Regions from separate parts of the Ostrinia nubilalis genome. Here region 2 is linked to region 1. A link is a contact called in public Hi-C data. All regions are on one chromosome and are shown on one strand. The core of a region is the stretch at or near the end of the contact, and the rest is flanking DNA. Distances in the headings are between cores, read along the strand shown. Region 1 holds the start of LOC135077731 (transmembrane protein 223). Region 2 holds the start of LOC135077256.

Region 1 (5,219 bases), core at 914-3,413:
AGATGGATAGGATACATATGAGTTTTCAGCATAAAAAGCATATCCATGCTGCGACCGCCACACATCCTATTGTGTGGACACATCTTTATAATGTTTGACTACATATGTACTTTTCAAAGGTCCTTTTCATGTCTACCCTTCTTGTGATGATTTATAATGAGCTCATTTTAAACTCCTGAACACACCACCAGCTCTCTGTAGCTTGTTGTAGCAAGCTAGTTGAAGCATTTGTAGACTTAAATTGTCAGTAGGTGGTTTAGATAAATAAGTGATCTATTATTAGTTTCTCTGTAAGCTGAATGTGGAATCTTTGACTTCATAATTATGTTTTGTAATGCTCCTGCCACACATAAGAATAGATTTGCAATTAATCTTTAAACAGATGGGTCTGGTACTCTGATTGCATATTATAGATAGGCCTACATGCCGCGGCAGCCTAGCACTTTGGTTATCTATGTATCCAGTATGTGTGGCAGAAGCATACACATTTGGTGTTATGTACAAGTGATATTACAGAATTGTCCGATTGTCAACATAGCCAAAAGACTATATAGGATGCAAGGGGCAGGTTGGCAAACAACTGAACAGTGAATGAGAAAAATATTTTCTAGAAAAATTGCGAAAAAACAATGTGTTAATCACTGGTTCATGGAAAATATTAATAATCACTGTTTAAGTAAGGTTTTGCCAACCCGACGCTTCCTTCCTGTAGATGTGATAGTTAATATTAAATATTGTGTAGTTGTTTTTGGATACTTAAATCTATTTGTAATTCCATCAAGTACTTAGAAACATTACATGGTTCTTACCTGTAATATGACATTCTGTACTTCACTTCTAGCATTTAACATTAGATCAATGTAACTATGTATTGTAAATAGAGAAGTTTATTTTTTGTTATCATTTGTACTTCATGTTTATTTTGTGTTGAGACAGACATGATTTTTCCGTTACTCTAATTATAAATAAAGATTTTTTTTCTCATAAATCTAATTTGTATGTTTTATTACTAACATTTTAAGTTAGCACATCACAAAGCCCTGCTATAAACTATATCACAAGATTTAATTTTAAACTGCTAACAGAAAGCTGCCAAATACTCTAAGTTTCCTAGATAAAATCAATTTTCAAATAGTAACTTATGATAGAAATCAATCAAATAAGACTAATCAAATCAATTTATTTACAAGATAGCATTATGATACATTTATTTCTGTGGCATTTAAAGTTTACCATTTCCTAGCAAGACCGGCTGTGCTGTCGAAAAGCAGTGGGTTTTTAAACTCTCCTCTCACGTCCAACATGTAATGCATCCAGGTGTTCTTTACTTTTAGCGGCAATTGAACTCTTGCGTTGACTCGGCTTTCCTTACAGCACACGAACTCAAGAGGCACCTTCATTATCCGGTTCTTTCCAAAAGGAGTGTATGTTACAAACGTCACATGCTTTCCACCTTTGTTGAGGATCAGATAACGGACTGACTTGAGTGTGTACATCCATATCATAGCTATGGATCCAAAACCTGAAAAAAATATTTCAAATTAGGAAGAATTAACCTTGACCTGATTCAGCAGGGAGATGTAGGGCTACATAATGCTATACTACATGGTTAAGACCCTTAGCACAGTACAAAAGCGGTGTGATAACTATCACTCTAAGGTTTTTAATCTTGCAAAAATTATAATGTTGAGCTATAAAAAATCACATGGACTCTTACCGATTAATACACATAAAGTTCCCAAGGTATTTCTATACTTGTTTTCACCGAGATTTATTCGTCGAAACCACGGCGTGTCGTCGTCAATCTTTGATTTATCGACCGGCGCATCTCGCAAAGACGAAAAAGCAAATATGCCCAGATACGACCAAAACATATACTGTACCACTGCGAATAAGTTCATGTACTTGTAGAACTTTGGGTTTTCATATTTAAATAGAATCACGTCCTTTACTACGTTTGTATTTACATCATGGATTGTTTTTGTAGTTACGGAGCCTGAAGTCACATTTCTGACTATATTTGCGCATCCTTGACAATTGAAGGGATAACGAAGAGCAGCACTTTTCCGAAGTATTATAGAGGCATAAGATAAAAGAGTCATTTCTTCAAAATTCTCAATTTATTTTTTATTGAATAAAACATAACCTCAAATTGAAACGGGCAAACAGGGCAAACAGCTGAGGCCAATGACAGTTGTTTTTTTATTCCTTGTCTTCATAATTCAGAAACGGAGCAGTATAAAATGGCCATCTCAATTAATCTTGGCAGATCTTGGCGAATGACAAAAAGGTCAAAGACGGGTGAGTGGTGACTAGAGATGGGTTTCCACCCGGGTAAAAACCCACATGAGGGTAAAAACCCAATAAAAACCCGTTTCATTCCACCCGTGGGTGTTTACACCGGGTGAAAACAAATAATTTTATAATTATTTCAATTGGTATCTTTTCTTTATTTTTATTGAATTTTTCTCATTTAAGTTTATTGATTAATAAGTAATAAGTCAAATTTAACACTAAAATTATGCATTTATATCGTGCAAATTGTAAAATTGATCACGTTATGATGATGTGACCAATTATTTTATAAAATGGTGTTATTTGAAGAATCGTTGAACCGATTTAGAAGAAATTTAGTAGGAACACAATAATTTGTGATCATGGCAAGGACATGGAGAGGGGGGGGGGATGCCAAAGATGCCAAACTCTCTCTTTGATGACATTACGGTATAAAGTTAAAGTTACAAATAACAACACCAACTACAAAGTACTTCTGCTTAAAAACTTGAAATCGAACCGCCCTTCCGCCACTGTAAGGCATTGTAACGTTTTTCAAGACCTCCTCTCCCCCCAGATTTCATTACTTAACACTAGAACGCCCCCTTGGCAACAAATACCACTTCTCACTTTAAAAAAACTCTATTTTTGTTTTCACCCACCAGAATGGGTGATAATGGGTAAAAACCGGGTTTTTACCCAAATCACCCAGTTTTAACCCAATCGGGTGAAATGGGTTTTTACCCACTACCCATCTCTAGTGGTGACCATGAATGAAGCTACAGATAAAAATGGAGGCCACACTCCGAATACCTATAGTTCCAAAATACTGAACTGTCCTATCGATGACATTGACAGCGGGGCGCCACCGTCAATACCGAATCGCTGGTTCCGATTTTTGCCATGTTGAAAACCATAAAGTTGAACGATGGTAGCGCCCCCCTGTCATTGAGTTTGGCGGGACAGTTCAGCGTGGGTCATCTATACTTGAAGCACAAACTAAGTATCACTATCTCGCTCTCTGTGGGCAGACTCGCTCTTTCTAAATAAACAAAAAATATAAAATTGCTCAAATTCAATGAAACCAATGTAAAATCTTTATTTCTTGACATAGGTATCATTAAAAATGATAAGTGTAATTACTGGTAAAACGTTTTAGGCAGAAATTACTGTAAAAAATGTGAAAAATGTTTACAATGATCCAATGTCGGAAATCACGAAATAAACACTTACGCGTGGAATCTTATGTCACTTCCAGGACACCACGTACTACCGCAACCACGCACTACAAAATTTTGCACCAATTCTTGTGATAAAACAATTATTATTTCCTGTAAACAATCTCAAACGAAATTAACTGCTTAATAAACAAAATAGTAAACAACCGCCATGATGGGCCGGATTGGGCCGATGTTGCCACATGGTACCGATTACGCAGGAATTGGGATTGTAATTCCCTGATTCGCCAACACATTAAGCCTAGATGGCCGACAATTTTGTGATTTTTTATTTAACTAGGTAATCTTAGTTTCAAATATTAATTATTTATTTGTTTAACTTCTGATTTGGTTAGTGAATTGGCTATTTCGAAGAATTTATAAGGAGATTTAAATCAGAAGATAGCAATACTACAGTTCACACTAAAAAGAGAGGTAGGGCCGCAGAGAGCGAGATAGATATTAGGTATTTGACTCAAGTTTTTGTTCCAACTTTGCCCTCCATTTTTATCTTTAGCTTCATGGTGGTGGTGACTCGTCATAGCTCGTCACCATTGGTCTTAATAGATAAAGAGAATTTGGTGAAAAATAAACCAACTGCCCGTGCCGTTTGTTGTTGCTTGCCTTTATTGCTAATTAAGTCTTATGATGATGATATTGCTATTATACACAATTTTTCAAGCCTCTGAAGTATACGCGCGCCCACTCTAAATTGAAGCTTTTATTGCAAAAGTGATTTGGTTTTAAAAATGAAAAATCTTAAAGTAAAATCGCATCAATAACGGTTGCATTTCTTTTCACCCCGTTTTTTGTCTATGATCAAACCAACCACAGCGTAGGGTGAATGAATCACTGTTTAAAAATATATAGATTGTCTATACTTGTTCTCGGCGTCTTCGTCATTGTATTGCTCTTGTAATATTTGCAATTTATTTGATAAAAATGTTGTTTTGCAAAAGCCAATACTTTTAGAGTGTGTTTTGCACTAATTGCAAAACAAACAGCGTATCGCGTTGATCGCATTCGTTTTATAAGCACAACTACCAAGATGGCTGATATAAAGGTAAGCGAGTTTGGCGGCAGTTTAATTGCTAACGGTCACATTGTATTTATTTTTGTTATTGTTCGCATGCTAATTGCGATAACTTGAGCGTTTTTTCGAGCTGATCCTAATAACTATTACAATCAATACACGTTTACTGAAGGAGCATTAAATTATTGCATGTAATTTTATGTAAAATGGTGGTACTGAATTTATGATCATTTACATTCCTGTTTTCCGATATTGAACCCTATTGCCCTTTCGGTTGTGGTCAGTCAGTTATGTTTAAAAAAATGCTAATAAACTACCCTCTCCTTGCTATTATTGGGAAGCAACCGAAACTAACTTGTCTATGCTATTGGTATGATTACTCCAGTGGTGCAATATTTTTCTTCTGAACTTTGGCTGTGACTTCAGGTTTTTTCTTTTACTCTATTTTAATTTATCTTATATCTCAAGCATAATAAATTTGTCATAATTATTATTATTATTCTGTCTAATGGCTTCAATGGTGCGAATTTACAACACACTGGTTTTGCCATCGAGTGTTTAGAGAGACATGGTGGACAGTGGAATTTGAAAGTTGCCCGGTGATAATTTAATTAATTGTCATAATAAAATGAAAATTTTGGCTCTAAAATGTTTATTAACCTACTAACTAATAAATTGCAGCCAAGAAGTAATTT
Region 2 (5,219 bases), core at 729-3,228, 170 kb before region 1:
ATTAGTGGGCCTCAAGGACAAATCCGGCCTGGACAAACTATCATGTTGAAATCTGTGCCTGCACCAGGTAAGTTACATACAATATTTTATGATTAAACAAATGACTTCATGACATTATTCTTATGTCAAAAATAATATGGTTACATAAATGTTTGATTGAATGAATCTTAACTAATGTTTCAGGTCCAAGGCAAAGATGTAATATACCAAATTTAACAAGAGCGCCAGCGCCAAATGTGGTTAGAACCCGAGTCCAGACCAGGCACCCTGCGCCGTTGCCCGACGCCATGAAGCAGTACCAACCGCCCAATTGGAAAGCGCTCCCACCAGCGCCTGATCTGAAATTGTCCAAAGTTGAAAATGGAATAGTCATCTCATGGAAGATCGAGGGCTATCAAGTAGACAGTTACGAGGAAATAGCTAGCTACCAACTGTACGCTTACCAAGAGACGAGTTCGCCACCAAGTACAGCTTTATGGAAAAAAATTGGCGATGTAAAAGCCTTGCCGTTACCCATGGCGTGCACGTTGACGCAGTTCATGGCAGGGTTCAAATATTATTTCGCCGTTCGAGCGGTTGATGTCAGATCTCGACTTGGTCCCTTTAGTCTGCCCGGAAGTATACTTCTCCTGAATAAAATGTAAGACTGATTATAATATCTGGTAATGTTATTTGATGCTTGCAATGTTATACATTGTAACCGCGAATACGAGTGGAACTTGGAAGTGATAGAAATATTTGTTTAGTTATTTATTGATCTTATTTGTACAGTAGGGGATTATTTAGTGTTTTATGTGTCAGATGTTGGTAACTTGGATAAAGTCGCTGTTGTAAAGCAATAATGGTTCCTGGTTTTTCAATTCTCAAGATTTACTAATTATAATGTCAAGTCAGGGAGTGAAATTTTTATGTAGACTATTGCTAATTACTTACCTAATTTGTTAGTAATAATTTCATTAGGTTACAATATTGTAGGGTAATTAATTTGTCATGCGATCCTGTAAATATTCCTAAAATGTAATATGTTTCATTAGGTCTCTATAGTCACGTATAATAAGCGCATATTTTACATAATAACATTGATTGTTGTCAAACCCATTACATGTTATTGGAAAGAAATTAGATAGGCAATTGATCGTACTCAATTTAGCCAATTCAAAACATTTTCAGTTTAGTACTTGATATTAAAATTTTAAAATATCCAAAATGAATATTTATGTGTATTATTTCATTTCTACTTACATTCCCTTTTATTTTAAATAAAACTAATCACTTTTACGCGCGATTGAAGCTATCTGGAACACTGGATCACGACTGGATGATTGATAACATCGCTTATTTTATATTTTATGTGAATAAACAGATTAAAATTAAAAATATTTTGCTTCAGAAAATCCTCAAGAAATTCAGAACCGCGCACGAACAGAAACTTTAAATATAGGCTTTACTGCCATCTATCCAGTATCCAATGTACTTACTTTAACGTAAAAGCTGTGGTAAAAGTTCCAAAAGTGCGGTTCCTCGGGCGCATTGACATTAACCAACATACAAAAAAAAAATGATTTGGTAGCTATTTGGTTTGTTTTGTGTTTTCTTTTTATATCCTTTTCAGGTTTTTTTTTTGTAAATTAATTCATTATTATTTGTGCGAGGTGATACTGTCCATGGTCATCATAACGTCTAAGTTACAAATAAATACACTATGAGAGGCTAAAGTAAATAACTTCGACACTTTAATCCTGCAGAAATCAATATAAAAAGTACGTATTCACGCACACTTGTGCCAAAAGCATTTATGCCGCGATGGCCGTGTAACATAATAATGTACCGCACATTCGAAAGCAGAAATAAATTAGGTAGATTATTTAAAAAATATGCGGGCAACATTATCTTTGACATTACGTTTCATTATGTTGGTATTAGCAAAACCACAGAGCAAAAGAGTCTCTTTTTCTTTGCCTGTCATTCAGTTTTCGATAAACTCGCGTGATAGGTGGTCGCTGTGTGTGTTGAGTGTCTGATTTTTGAGAAATAACTCGTAAACCATAAAAAACAATTTGTTAGGAAAAGTGTTATTCGATTTCATGCGTTTTGTTCAATATCCTGCGTCCTGACACGCATGTCACATGTGAGATCGCGTTTGTTTAGGTTTTATCGAAATTATTTGACGTAGATTGACAGATCGGTTTCGCAAGTAGGTAGCTTTTACGGAGGTGTTTTATTTGTGTAGGTACGTTGTGTGGCAAAATATTTAATTGGATTTGTATTTTGGTGAATTTGTAAGTGTCGTGCTACCCAAAGGGTAAGATTCCCTGTTGGTGCGGTCGATAACAGGTGTGTGCTGTGAAGTGGTGAAGCAGTCAACAATTGCGCGGTGTGTGTAGTTCGGTGAAGCATCGGGTGTTTTGATTGTGGTATAAACGCTGTGAGCCATGCTGGCTAGTCGTGGACATTGCAACGTTTTTATGCGACCGGTACGTGTAGAATATCATTACCTACTTGCTTATAATGCGCATTACTTTTACGCCTTCGCCATTCATGTTTGTATAGCCTAGCATACACTTGTATAGTCATTAGAATGTTTTCAAGTTGCAAAGCAATGGACACTGCATGCAAAATCCAAGTTGAACTGGGGCTAGAACCTCTCATATTCACAACTGCATTCATAACAATCAACCTAATGAGGTTTCATATCAAATTACAATACTTGCACTGTTATTTTGGAATTCTGAGACCAATTAATTTCCAATTAGAATTTCTATCTGTAAATAGACCGCAATGAAGTCGGTCAAAAAGTAGACCTTGTCTAACATGGATGTCAAGGATCAACAAAATCAAGTAATGGGTATTAAAATTTTTATTTTCCTTTATGTTAGATGTCTGTAGCTGATTATGGAACTAAAAGACCATACATTTACTTTATTGTTTGGTTACTATGGTAGATATTAATTGTCGCACAAACAAAAGTAAAATTGAAAAAATTACATTTTTATGTTAGCTCAATAGGTCTTTTGACCATACCACAACCAAAGGTTGTACCTGGACCACAAGCCACCATTTATAAATTTATTTATTTTAGAACACTGTACTTATGGTGGACTTAATGCTTTTCCCAGGATCATTTCCACCACAGCCTGGATTACTAAATAATTCTTTATTCGGTTGACTTCAAGAGTCGATTACTAAGGTCTTGACACTTATTTAATTTAGGTTTTAATAAACCACTTATGCCTGTTTTCACTATCAATCCCTAGTTTTTAAGTGACCTAGATAGTAACAAGTAACAGGAATTTTGTTTACATAGGGGTCACTTAAAAATTAGGGATTGTGAAAACGGGCATTAGCTTATCACCTGTGCCCTGTGGTCTGTATTTAAACTAAGAACGGACACTAGTCATTTAATAACTATTTTGTATCCATCACCCCATCTGAGATTTGAGCCTCTTATGTTGTTAATAAGACCATGAAGATGTTTACATTACATTGATTTTTGGTAGTTTTACTGCAGAAAGGTTTATGTTGAAGTAATAGAATAATCACTAGAAATTTGTAACATGGCCAATATTAAGTGTGTAAGATCTCTTTTCTTGCCAGGTGTACTTTTTGTAGGATTCACTTTAAAATCAATCAATAAAGCCTTTAAGCCTTTTAAGCTTGTAGGTACACATTGTATTCTGAAAGTAATCAAATCATGAAATAATTGAAGGGATAACCCTTTTAAATATTTTATAAAATCATATTTTTCTTGGTATGAAATACTTCATTATTGTTTTTTTGGAATGAAATAAGTCCAAACATTGAATAGTCTAAACATCTTTGTATTGTTACACTTGCACTCATAGATTTGCTGCACAGATTTTAATAAATACTAGTATGGAGATAGACGAAATCTTGAACTTTGACTTACTTGAATAAAGAAACGTGAAATTCAGATTTTTTCCATGAGACAAAAAACTTTGCAAAAGGCAGGCACCAGCTTGTGTAACACAAGGCAGATAAGCCGAAGACATTATGTATCGAGGGTTCAACAACAGCTCGTGAGTGCGTTACATAAGCACCGATCGAGCAGGATATTGGTCGCAAGGGTAGACAGAAACTACAGAAAGTCTTCCGCGGCACTTTCACTCGGGCGCCGTACTTTCGCCGGCGATGGTACTGGCAATATCTATGCAAGAAGCGTTGCGTGAACGTTTCGATGTGTTTCGGGAATAGGCAGATCTCGAACCACATACGTAACAACACGGACGTAGCTATAGTTTTGACAAGAGGGGGGTCCCTTACTGTAAAAAATAACTACTGTGCTGTAAAAATTCTGGAAGAACTCTCAAAGTCCCAAAACGTGCATAACGTGAACCGGAAAACGTAGTGCAGGAAGGCATCCTACTCGGTGGACCAACGATAGTGTGAAGGTCGCGGGAAGCACCCAGGTGCTTCCAAATGGCTTCCAATACAGGAAGGATCCAGATCCTTCCTGTATTGGAAGCCATTTGGAGTCCTTTGACCAGCAGTGGATGGCATTTGGTTGATAAGAACGAACGAAACCAACCCAAAAGCCGATATGCCTAGTCAGTATCTTCTCTCCGAAAATGTTATTATAATAATATTAGCCTTTATTCAGACATACAGAGTTTAAAATTGATTTTGAGTATAATATTATTGTAATTGACACTTGTCTGTGTGCCTTTTTTGGCAAAGGCCTCCTCCAACTGTTTCCACTGTCCTCTATCTCCTGCAACTGTTGTCCATCCACCTCCAGCTATGGCCTTTATTTCATCCACCCATCTTCTTGGTGGCCTTCCCCGTTTTCGCTTAATATGCCTTGTGTGTGAACCAGTTCATTATGGATTTAGACCATTTCTCTTTTCCTCTAACTGTGTGTCCAGTCCACCTCCATTAGAACTTTCTGATAGTTACTGTTACATCTTTTGTTCTTGTACAATTCTTTGTGATGGTGGTTCTTACTCTATCAGAAAGTCTCTTCCCCATCATGCTTCGTTCCATTGCGTTTTGGCATGTTTCAAGTAAATGTTATTGCTAAAACGTAAACAGATAAGATCATTATGCAAATGTTTTGGTAACTGGTATAAACGAAACGGTATCGCTTTGTTTTTCCAGCGATTGTGCTCAATCAAGGTCACCACAACTAGTGCCTAGGCACTTATGCTGGATTTCTATATTCAATCCTAATCCAAATTAAACGGATTTGGATTGTCAACTGT

The links. Hi-C and Micro-C count contacts between places; a contact is called where the count stands out from the background.
Region 2: a Hi-C map of whole body shows a contact between it and region 1, with 4 times the contacts expected there. The contact joins the promoter of LOC135077256 here to the promoter of LOC135077731 in region 1. A contact is called at or near these places in 4 of 5 Hi-C or Micro-C datasets (whole body and whole larva).

The regions. Positions count from the first base shown.
Region 1 is chr13:13,006,216-13,011,434 of ilOstNubi1.1, reverse strand. LOC135077731 (transmembrane protein 223) reads right to left here and starts at 2,163. Exons shown (of 2, transcript XM_063972307.1): 1 at 1,718-2,163; 2 at 1,161-1,522. The coding sequence starts at 2,102. The coding sequence ends at 1,230. It overlaps LOC135077732 (E3 ubiquitin-protein ligase RNF144A), which reads left to right. Exons shown (of 6, transcript XM_063972308.1): 6 at 1-991. LOC135077695 (DNA topoisomerase 2) reads left to right here and starts at 4,368. Exons shown (of 18, transcript XM_063972266.1): 1 at 4,368-4,554. The coding sequence starts at 4,540.
Region 2 is chr13:13,171,141-13,176,359 of ilOstNubi1.1, reverse strand. LOC135077256 reads left to right here and starts at 1,978. Exons shown (of 4, transcript XM_063971793.1): 1 at 1,978-2,474. LOC135077715 (activating transcription factor 7-interacting protein 1) reads left to right here. Exons shown (of 4, transcript XM_063972285.1): 3 at 1-67; 4 at 184-1,211. The coding sequence ends at 644.